Regions from separate parts of the Mus musculus genome. Here all the other regions are linked to region 1. The links are chromatin contacts, called in public HiChIP or PLAC-seq maps. All regions are on one chromosome and are shown on one strand. The core of a region is the stretch at or near the end of the contact, and the rest is flanking DNA. Distances in the headings are between cores, read along the strand shown.

The links. HiChIP or PLAC-seq counts read pairs in DNA pulled down with a chosen protein or histone mark.
Region 2: a contact with region 1 is called in an H3K27ac HiChIP or PLAC-seq map of oligodendrocyte precursor cells, with 4 times the contacts expected there. The contact joins two enhancer-like sites. A contact is called at or near these places in 1 of 484 Hi-C or Micro-C datasets (nephron progenitors) and 2 of 115 datasets of contacts at active chromatin or transcription factors (embryonic basal ganglia and oligodendrocyte precursor cells).
Region 3: an H3K27ac HiChIP or PLAC-seq map of oligodendrocyte precursor cells shows a contact between it and region 1, with 5 times the contacts expected there. The contact joins two enhancer-like sites. A contact is called at or near these places in 3 of 484 Hi-C or Micro-C datasets (the N1E-115 cell line, cerebral cortex and nephron progenitors), 4 of 115 datasets of contacts at active chromatin or transcription factors (embryonic basal ganglia, embryonic stem cells, oligodendrocyte precursor cells and 1 more) and 1 of 9 other capture datasets (embryonic tail).

The regions. Positions count from the first base shown.
Region 1 is chr14:24,653,866-24,657,336 of GRCm38.p6, reverse strand. No RefSeq gene overlaps it. Among named protein-coding and RNA genes, the nearest start is that of Gm31775, 9.5 kb to the left of the region's middle. Within about 2 kb of position 1,641, at least 27 of the 459 cell types and tissues checked have an H3K27ac peak or open chromatin away from gene starts, as enhancers often do. A contact at or near this core is called in the N1E-115 cell line, cerebral cortex and oligodendrocyte precursor cells, where this site is marked.
Region 2 is chr14:24,958,454-24,961,924 of GRCm38.p6, reverse strand. All of the region lies in intron 2 of Gm32068 (a long non-coding RNA gene), which reads right to left. Among named protein-coding and RNA genes, the nearest start is that of Gm32068, 9.8 kb to the right of the region's middle. Within about 2 kb of position 1,729, at least 76 of the 459 cell types and tissues checked have an H3K27ac peak or open chromatin away from gene starts, as enhancers often do. A contact at or near this core is called in oligodendrocyte precursor cells, where this site is marked.
Region 3 is chr14:24,937,828-24,941,298 of GRCm38.p6, reverse strand. No RefSeq gene overlaps it. Among named protein-coding and RNA genes, the nearest start is that of Gm32068, 11 kb to the left of the region's middle. Within about 2 kb of position 1,553, at least 60 of the 459 cell types and tissues checked have an H3K27ac peak or open chromatin away from gene starts, as enhancers often do. A contact at or near this core is called in the N1E-115 cell line, cerebral cortex and oligodendrocyte precursor cells, where this site is marked.

The sequences.
Region 1 (3,471 bases), core at 392-2,891:
TGATAGAGGAAAAACAGGACCAACCTGAGAATCAGCTGTGACTCACCAAGAAATGATCAGGGACCTTAGGACTCTGGGCCCAAGCTGATGGCCTTTGCTATAGGAAGGAAAGACGAGCCAGGCATCTACTAGGAGCAGCTGCCTGCTGGAGAGCAGAGCTCCTCAGTAGAGGAACAGGCAACAGAGCAGAGATGAGCAAAGAAAAACTGTAGATAGGTGGGCGGGTCACCGAGATCTCAATTCAGAAAGAAAGCGAAGGATCTGAGGGCTTGAATTCCACAGCAAATTGTCTAAGTTCTCCCTCAAGCCACATTTCCTGGTCATTCAAGGAGCAGCTCTGGGACAGAAATTCAGAAAACAACAATTTGTCATTCTGCCATTATCAGGGCTTGGGGACTCTAGACTGCCCCATGTTGCCTTGGCACATGCTAGTCCAAGTCACTGTTGTACGTATGGGGTTTTAGAGGTAAACTGAGGTAAAAGTGTATGTGCAATGTAAAGGGGGTTGCCATTTAAATACCAGCCAGTTCGTAGGATTTTCCAGAGGAGTGGCCTGCTGGCTGGTGAGGAGACCTTTTCTATCTTGTCTGGGCCTTGAGGTTCCCACATCTGTTCACAGCATAGCTGCCATCTTGGGTTTGGTAATTCTTTAGGAAATATCTGAACAGTTCCCTTTTCCAGTCCCAGGCCTCCCTTCTGTAAAATGGGGATACAAATAGGAAGCTCCTAAAAATCTCTCTCTCTCTCTCTTTCACACACACACACACACACACACACACACATACATATACACACCACACACTCACACATTCTCTCTCTCTCTCTCTCTCTCTCTCTCTCTCTCTCTCTCTCTCTCACACACACACACACACACACACACACACACACTCTCACTCACACATCTGGAGCAGAGGATGTCATAACTTTCTGCCTCGTCCACACCCCTGCCTCCGCCTAGGAGTAGAGATCCAGCTCCCAGAATCCTGGCTTCCCACAGATGCAGTCCTGTCTTTAAGCATGTCTAACCAAGGTTTCCAGCCTGAGAGGAGGTTAACTCTAAGATCTTGCAGCAGGAAAGTAGGACATGTGTGACAACACCCACACTCATACACACATACACACCTTCACTCTGTCCTCCATCTTTTGTGCCCAAGTATGATCTTCAAGAAAAAATAAGCTTACGGGTGGTCTTGCTTACCCTTCATCTACCATCAGGGCTCCTCAAGAAAGTAGCCCTTCAGCTACCATTAGGGACCCTCAGGAAGGTAGCAAGGATGCAAAATAAGCCAGATGGAAGTCACCAGACCTGTCCTTTACTGACCAAACCCTCCTTCGTTTTGCTTTTCTGAAAGGGGAGTGTGTTATTCTATGAACGCACCACTGTAAGGCTGGAATGAAATAAGCTAACACAGTCTTCAGCAGAGTACGCAGAGTACACAGCTGGCACTCAATAAATGGCCAGTTTCTTTCCACAGACAAGGCTGCAGCCCCACCTGTTTCCATGGAGAAAGGCAGCTGCAAGGCTTACTTTAACACTAAACATAGCAGCAGTATCTTTCCTGTGCCCAGTGACGTGATGCCTGCAGCCAGGGCAGCCAGCTGGGGTGTGGATGTGTTCTCAGGCCAGATAAAGGACAAAGGAGGGTCCGGAGAGGAGCTGTGTCAGCAGTTAGGAAGGGCAGCACTGACAGTGACACGGGGCCCAGCCCACTCTTCTGATTCGATGCCCCAGAAATCACGATTGGCCCGGGGAAGCGTGCACTGCCTGACAATCAGTTCACGCCTGTCCCTATCCTTTTCCTACCTTGGTTCCCTGCTGCCTCTGGCTCCACCTGAAGGTCTTAGCTCCCCATTTCAGAACAGCCACCCCTGTCCCAGCCTGCAGGGACATCTCCAATCTGTGCTCTGAGGAATGGGCTTTTCTGCACCCAGCATGTGTGAACTTGGAGGCTGCCATCTGCCTCAAGTCAACGTTGAGGGAGACAAAGAAAAACAAGCCACCTGTACTCCAGGTCCATACTCTTGCCCTGAAAGAGCTACGTAGGATGGAGTTCCATAGAATGAAGCCCTATCCCTAAGCCACAGTATCTCCGGGACAGCCATAGGTTCTAGGAGCCCCACATAAGACGTGAGCCTCAAAAATACCATTTTTCTTTGCAAAAAGGTGTCATGACCATGGCATCAAATGCCCCTCAGGGGTAAGGGGATGCTGAGTTCCTCAGTTGCATGGTTAGGATGAGGCTGGAGCCTTCTAAGACTCCTCCAAAGAAACTCAGTGAGCCTATGATTCTGTACCAGGCCCAATTAGCCCTAAGTCCTGTTTCTCATTTCCAAATACACTTCACTATTTGAGGGTCTTAACTGAGGGGTGGGTTCCTGCAGAAAGACCCCTTAGCAGAGAGTGCAGCATGGGATGAGAAGCAGGAGAGATGCCTATTCTAACAGTCTTAGGAAGCCATCCCCAACGCCCTCACTTGCATGGGGAAGTCTTGGCTGGATGTAACAAACTAGTCAGAAAGGCCACTGTCCCAAGTCACCATATCACCTTTGCTCATTCCCTATGATGTTCTTCTTCCTGAAGTGCAGGGATCAACCAAGTATCTTAGGCATGCTAGGCAGGCACCCCACCACAGCGTCTTGCCCTTGATCCTTATCTTCTGGTGGGCTTCATGGTCTTGCTGTGTAGCTCAGGGCGCTCTTGGATTCCCTATGTAGACAAGGCTGGCCTCAAACTCATGATTTGCCTCCTAAACACTGACATGAGAGGCATAAACCACTGGAGGGTCTTCCAGAGACATCTTTGCTTTCCACATGTAGAGTAACTTGTCCTGAACACACATCTGGTCAGGCCATCAAAAAGTTAACGCACCCCAAAAACACCTCTACCTACCAGCTAGGATGCACCTTGGCCCCACCCCACAACAGGCAGTGGATAAAGGTGACTGCTCCATCCTGTCAGACACCCCACGGAAGAGTTGAGCCCAGTTGTTCACAAGCATATGCATAGACAGTCCCAGCAGCTATAGCATCTGGGGTAACCTGGCTCAGCTGGTCAGAGGCAGAGATGAGGACATGCAAAAAAAAAAAAAAAAAAAACCCACAAAGCAAGCAAGGCATAGGGCTGGGGATAGGGCTCAGTGGGTAGGAGCACTCCCTGCACATGCATGAGGAACAGAGCTTAGCACACACATAAAAAGTGGAACATGGTCAGTCACATAAGCTTCTAACTCTGGGGAGTAGGAGAGTCAGAAGGATCGCTGGGAATTGCTACTTGCCGGCCCCAGTGTTCAGTGAGAGACCCTGTCTCTAGGGATTAAGATAGACAGTGATAGGATAGAATACCTGTGAGAACATATCTAAATATGCATGTATGCATATCACACACATACACATACGGCAGTAAAGGTTCCACCTTGGTGACACTGCGCCCAATGCACAAACATATCTCCTATAGATACTGTGTCACAAGGC
Region 2 (3,471 bases), core at 480-2,979, 300 kb before region 1:
CAAGCTCCCTCTGCATGGAAAGATGCTGGACTCTATCCACGGGTGATGTAAACTTCCTGTCTCCTGACTCTTCCCAGGGAAACCTGGTCCTGGGACCTGACCCTGGCTCAGCTTCCCCATCCAGCTCCTTCAGCACACATGTTCTCAAACTCTCCCTATCCCTCGCTCCTCCTCTTTCTCCTCCTCTCCCTCCTTCCCTTCCTCTTCCTGTCCCTCCACCCAGCAGAAGCATCTGGAAAGGGAGGGATGATCTTGCATCTGCCTCTTCACTAGACTACCCTGTTGCCAAGGACATCTCCACATAGCAGGCTCTGCCTCCCTCTTGCCTGGCAGAGTCTGCTGATCCTGGTTCACTATCTAGCATCGTGCCTGTCACCCTCGAACCCTGTACTCTGGCTGCAGTTCCCAAGCATCTATAACCCATATGTCAGCTGAGGCCTTTGGGCCCTAACTATTTGGGCAGGCATGGCTTCAACCTCTAATTCCAAGCTCTGAAAAAGGCAACAGATTCCTGCCCCTAACTACCTCCGACTCCTGGAAGGATCTTGGACACCTTTCTAGACCAAGCCTGTGTCCCAAGAGCTCACTGTCTACTGGTATATAATAAATGTCAGAATTATATTGAGGCCATCAAGGCAAGGACGACCAACAACATTACGAAACTCAAAGCCTCACAGCCCACAAGATACCTCTCTGGCTCTGTTTTCTCATCCCTCCCTCCCCTCCTTCCTGGCTCCCTCCCACAAGACCCACCCTGCAACTCCTATTGGGTCCATCTGCTGCCTCTTGAACCAACGTGAATCTCTGCTTCAGACTCTGGAGGAATTGAGGGAAATGATTTCCTCATCTCATTCCACATCAATTACTTCTGACCATGCCTTAGGTCCCAGGGCCATGTCTGTCCCCAGCCACCCAGCAAGCTTCTGGGCTCTGGTCCCAGTCAAATGTAGGAAAGCAAAAACCATGAGCAGACCTTCAAGGGAAAGAATTATAAAAGAGTCTCATCTCTTTAAAGACTACGCAGCTGACTCACACTGCATCCTGAAGTTTATAGCACTGTCTCCACAACACACGGTGGGGGCTGGGGTTGTAGCTGGCTGACACCCGCCAACCTGGCTCCTGAGGCCCACCCACAGTTAGCCCCTAGCCCTGATCCACAGACTTGGAAGCCAGCAGAGTTCACACACTGAAGCCTCTCCGAGCCTGGCTGTCCCTTCAGAAGCTGACCCTGCCTGACAAGTCATGTGTCGTTTTAGAACCCTGCTCCTTATGGGGTAGTCTCCATGGGCTGGGGACATTAAGGAAAATACAAGAAATGGGAACGGAGGAGGATTCTGAATCCTCTGAAACATGCTACCCTAGAGGGAGATACTAGATCCCTATTTGTTGAGCTTAAGAAATGCCAGCTGATTTCAACACACTCCTCAGTAAGTCCCTGATTAAGAAGGCAAGACACTGTCACAGGAGACACATGCCTCATCTCCATGCCAATGCAGTGGGTCTCTGGATAAGCCCAGCTGATGGCACATGTTTCTTTCCCTGGCACAGACAAGCATGGAGAACAGATACTACTAATGCCCACTCCTCGGGCCTCAAAGCAGGCAGGGAGCCTGGTAGCTTCCATAGAAGGGCACAAAGGTTCTGCAGCTGTGCTGAGGTCAGGGACAGAGGCCTGGGCTCAGCAGAGAGAGCCAAGTGCCTGGTCCAACTGCTACCGCTGTGAGTTGGGCTGCATGCCGGAGGCAGACGGTACAGGGCCAGCCAGCCTTTCATCACTGCCTGGGCCAGGCCTGCAGTCTGCAGCGTGCCCTCCCCTCCCCTCTCACCACAGGCTTGCTCTCTCAGCCTCCATCACTGCCTCTTTCTACTCTTTCTTCCTCTGCCTCTCTTATCCTCTCTAGGTCCACCCACTTTTCCTCCTCCTCCCCCCCCCCCCCCACTCTGTCTCTGTCACCTGTTTGCCAGCCTCTTTCTACCTCTGTCTGAGTCAAAGTTCAGGGGAATAGGAGAGAAGGAGGTCGAGTTCTAAAGAAATCCCAACTAAAATCACGCAGAAACCTACTATGGTTTGTGACTCTACCCTCAAGTTTATTTTAATCACGAACACACAGTGCAATGCCATTGAGGGGTGGGCCTTTACAGGGTTTGGTGTTTGTTAGGGAAGACCCTCATGAATGAGACTGTTTCCATTATAAAAGAGGTTTTGGGGAGGGGAAAGGGTTGCCTACCCCTGTCACCAAAGGACATTTGTAGAAGGTACTGTCTGTGATGTTAGAACTGGGTCTTCTGCAGACATGGAGCCCACCCAGGCAGCAGGCTCTGCTTGGTGCCCCTGGGCAAGGAAAACGCTACAGTATCAGGTTCATACTGGCACCCAAATCATCTTTTGGGCTCTGTTTCTGCTTTGACAGGGCTCCAGTGCATACACACAGGTGGATTTGGGGATCTGCTGCATACCCTGATGTTCCCTATGGGCAGGGGCAACCCAAAGAGAGGGCCAGGAGAGGTAGAGGGTGTAGCCAACTGTAATCCCTGGAGGGCAAAGTCAGAGCTTAGCCTGGGATGACTATCAGTCGCTTGTCACTGTAACAAATGACCCTAGACAATCAGTTTAGCAAAGGCAAGGGGTCATTCCAGCTACTGTTTTCACAGTGAGAGTGTGGCAAAGGAAGGTTTTCACCTCGTGGTGGATAGGAAGCAAATGGGCAGTGGGTGATACACACACTCAGTGGTGTAAATTCTTCCCATAAGATTCCACATTTTGAAAACTGTACCACTTCCTAGTAGCACAATAGGATGAGAAATAAGCCTTCTCCACACCTATCTTTGGAGGACAGCCTACATCCAGCCTGGCATTGTTTCAATACAGATGCTTACCCGCCAAGGCTCATGCATGAAGGGCCCGGTGACACCTAGACAACATTGGATGGCTCCTTCTCCCTCAGTGGATGCATCTAAAGCTGCATGGGCCACCAGGAGGTGAGGCCTGATTGGAAGAAACACGCCACTGGAGGCACACTCTCGAAGGGCCTGCCTCCTCTCCAGTCCCTTTTCTGTCTGCTTCCTAACTGCCATGAAGTGAGCAGCTTCTCTACCACAGGGTGTTATCCCTGTGTACTGCCCCTATGGTCATGTGATCATGGACTGACACCTCTGGTATAGTAAGCAAAAATTGTTTCTTTTTAAATTTGATTTTATAAGGCATTTATATATACGTATAAATTATAAAATTATTATACATATGATATATATTGTTATATATCTATACCATTTATATATGTGTGTGTGTATATATATATGTATATGTATATATGTGTGTGTGTATGTAGACACACACACACACACACACACACACACACACACACATTTCTTGAGCAATAGAGGCAGAGAGGCTTCCAGAAGCTTCATCTGAAGCCCTTGGTGTTTGCTCCAGCCTAAGGACAAGGGGAGGAAGTGAGCATGACAGGAGAC
Region 3 (3,471 bases), core at 304-2,803, 280 kb before region 1:
AACTGGTTGGAAGCCTTCCTCTTTCATAACAACAGCGTTCTAGCCAAGCAGTGGTGGCGCACGCCTTTAATCCCAGCAGTTGGGAGGCAGAGGTAGGCAGGTTTCTGAGTTTGAAGGCAGCCTGGTCTACAGAGTGAGTTCCAGGACAGCCAGGGCTGTCTGTACAGAGAAACCCTGTCTCGACCCCCCACCCCCACCACCAAAAAAATAGAACTCCTCCCACCACGGCTCCTACTGAGCTCCTCCCACCATGGTTCTTGCTGCTCATGTCTGTTTTCTGCTCTATTTCCTGTTCGCTCCACAAGAGGTCTTTAAATTGTCCTTGAGAATTGACCCATGGCCTACTCGGATTTATATAAGTACTGAAATGTTCGTTCTCTCCTGCACCCCAGCCTCTGCATGCTACTCACAATGAGGCCATTTCAAGCTGGACCTTTAGAATAAAGTAATCAACATGAAGGGAACATCTTTCTGTGTTGTTTCTTTCAGGTGGGTTTTTGTAGTTTTCAGAACTATAAATGTGTTGTACTTGGTCATGGATTTTCTTGGGTTTGTATGAGATTCTACCTCCTGAATCTGGTTTCTCCTGCTAAATTTAGATCAGTAAGCCTTTACAGATCTTCATTTCTATAATTTCAGTAAGACATATCTTCTGATGTGGTCAGCTAGGTCCCTAAGACTTCCTAGTTTTGTCTATTTAACCTGTTGACCAAATTGTGTATGTTCTGTCCATCTGCCCTCTAGCTCCGTAATTATTTCTGCCCTTCTTCATCTTTGCTCTGCTTTTAAGTCCATTCAGATAAATTTTATTTGTTTGTTATTGCATTCTCTACAACATCCATTTTTCTTGCTTTTCAGTTTCTGTTTCTTTACTGAGATACCCTTTTCATTTGCTTGAAGAGAATTCATAATTACTTATTGATGAACTTTCACAATGACTGCCTTAAAGTCCTTGGCAGATCCTTCCGATATTTGAATCATTTTCCTGCTGGTTATCATCGTTACTCAGCATGTTCTCCTGCTTGCAATAGGACCTAGTTTTGTTATTGCTATAGCCTTGGCACTTTACACATGATGTCATGAAACTCAATTCTATTTGATTCTCTTCTCTGTTAAAAGAAACCAAGCTGTCCATTTTAAAAGACATGATGGAGAGCTGGAGGAGTCCCTGTATTCAGCTTCCAGCAGGGGCCACTGTCACTAAGGAGGCTAAAGTAAAGGGCTGACTCACTGGCTTTGTTGCTGGGGAGGAAGCTCACACAGCACAGAGCTGACACCAGGGACTGAAAGGGTCATAGTCTTGCTTCCCACCATCTATGCTCCTGTGTGGTGATCAGGAGGTAGAAGTGCAGCTCCTCTAACGGACCCACTGATTCCAGAGTAAGAAGGGAAAAGGGCCTGGACTCTTTCCTCTTAGAAGGCCCTTTCCTGGCTTCCTGAGTGTACCCTCAGCTCCCTACTGGAGGCCACTGATACAACCATGGGGGCACTGGCACGCAGACTGTTTCCTCTGGGAAAGGAATTAAAGAGCAGCTCCCCACTCAACCCAGCCAACGCTGTCTTGGCACAGAAATTGGAGCAGTGCCTAGTTCCGCTGGGGGGAGATGAAAGGTCTCTCTATTCCTCCCCATTTGGCATCGCTCCGATGAGGGAGCAGAGCCCTTTCTGAGCCCGTGAAGCAGAGGGAGACATGAGGGCCAGTGGAAGGCCAGTTCCTGGCTCCAGTCTGTAAAACTGTGTGTCTGTGTGTGTGTGTGCAGGTGAGGGTTTCTGCCAGTGCTCAGCTGGAGTAGTGCGGATATCACTACGAATAGTTTCTGTCCTTAGGGTGCCCTGGATCTGGTCCTTTAGTTATGGGTAATAGGTTTCCTCTCTCTCTCTCTCTCTCTCTCTCTCTCTCTCTCTCTCTCTCTCTCTTGCTCGTTCTCTCTCTCTCCTTTCCATTCCTGTTGTTGAAGTTTATGGGTCAGAAGCCTCAGCAGCACCCGACTGGCATATGTAGTGAACAAGAAGGAAACTGAATACACGCCATAGCTCCTCTAGTTCCCAAAGCCCTCCCTCCTCCCTCCTCCCTCCTCCCATCCTCCATGGTTCTCCCACACTTGTCTCTTCTCTCACACCAAGAGGTCTTCAGCTTCAGCAAGGGCCTGGGGTGAATGATGGTACTCTAGTTTGCCACAAATGAAACTCAGAAAAGCATCCCAGCGTTCACTTTTAGAAGGAGACTGGTGGTCAATATCTAGCTTGGACCCAGCAGCAGCCAGCTTACAGCACAGCCATGGCCATGGTCCCACAGGCTCAGCTCATGGCCCTGTCAATCACAAGAGCTCTCCCTAAGGGTACCTAGTTTTTGTTTTTCTTTCTCCTTGCACAATGGATTAGTTTCTCCTGAGAAATTCACTCCATCTTCCACCAACTGGCAGAACAGTAGCGACCTGCTCCTACAGGGTAAAGCTGAATTTTCCACTGGGGTATGGTGTAGCCTGTGTGTTTTCCCTTCTTTAGATAGCGAGTCCTGCTTTCTTTATCACACCAATCAGGTAAATTTTTTTTTCTAGCACTAGTTTTCTGGCTCCCTAATGCCACTCTGACACACAGCGATTCAATCTGTTTCTGACACCGATGACTATAGGGCAGTGTAGACAGTCTAGGCCAGTGCTTCTCAATGCTGTGACACTTTAATACAGTTCCTTATGTTGAGGTGATCCTCCAACCATAAAATTTTTTTATTGCTATTTCATAACTGTGATTTTGCTAGTTATGAATTGTAAATATTTTTTGGAGCTAGAGGTTTGCAAAAGGGGTCAATCCTTCATGGCAGTCCTGACTTTAAACACTATTGTCGAGTTCTAGCCTGTGGGTACTTCTGATAGTCCAGCTATAAATGCAGGGATCCACATAACTACATCCTACTCAGCTTCAGCATTCATGAGGATGACCCCAGATCTCAGGGCAACACTCTGTTAACGTTTGCAAGTACGCCATCAGATCTACAACTTGGAAGCAGATAGAGAAATTGGAAGAGATGTCTAGGGAAGGCTGTGAATGAAGAAAGATCAGTCTGGAACTCCGATGCCTGCTCTGAGAATGCAATCCTCCCACATCCCTGCAACTAGGAGTAGTCCAAGCCCTGTCGTCTAGCTGCACTAAGTAGACTCCACTGCATAGACCCAATGGATTAGCCATCACTGTGAGTGGATGAATGAGTGAACTCCATTCTCTCCCTGATTCCAGGAGATCTGAATGTCCCCATTCTGGAGCCAAGACCTGGTTCTTGACCAGACCCCATCCTGGAATGGTCTAGAGGCCACCAGTCACCTCACCAGTATGCAGAAGTCACTCCTGTCATTTGGGAGAGTCTGATGGTGTTAAAGATCCTGTGCCAGGAACAGGGGGGGAGTACAAATGTGTTCTTTTATCTCACCATACTCTATTACTGAGAGCTACTTGTGATGTCAACATCACATTTTT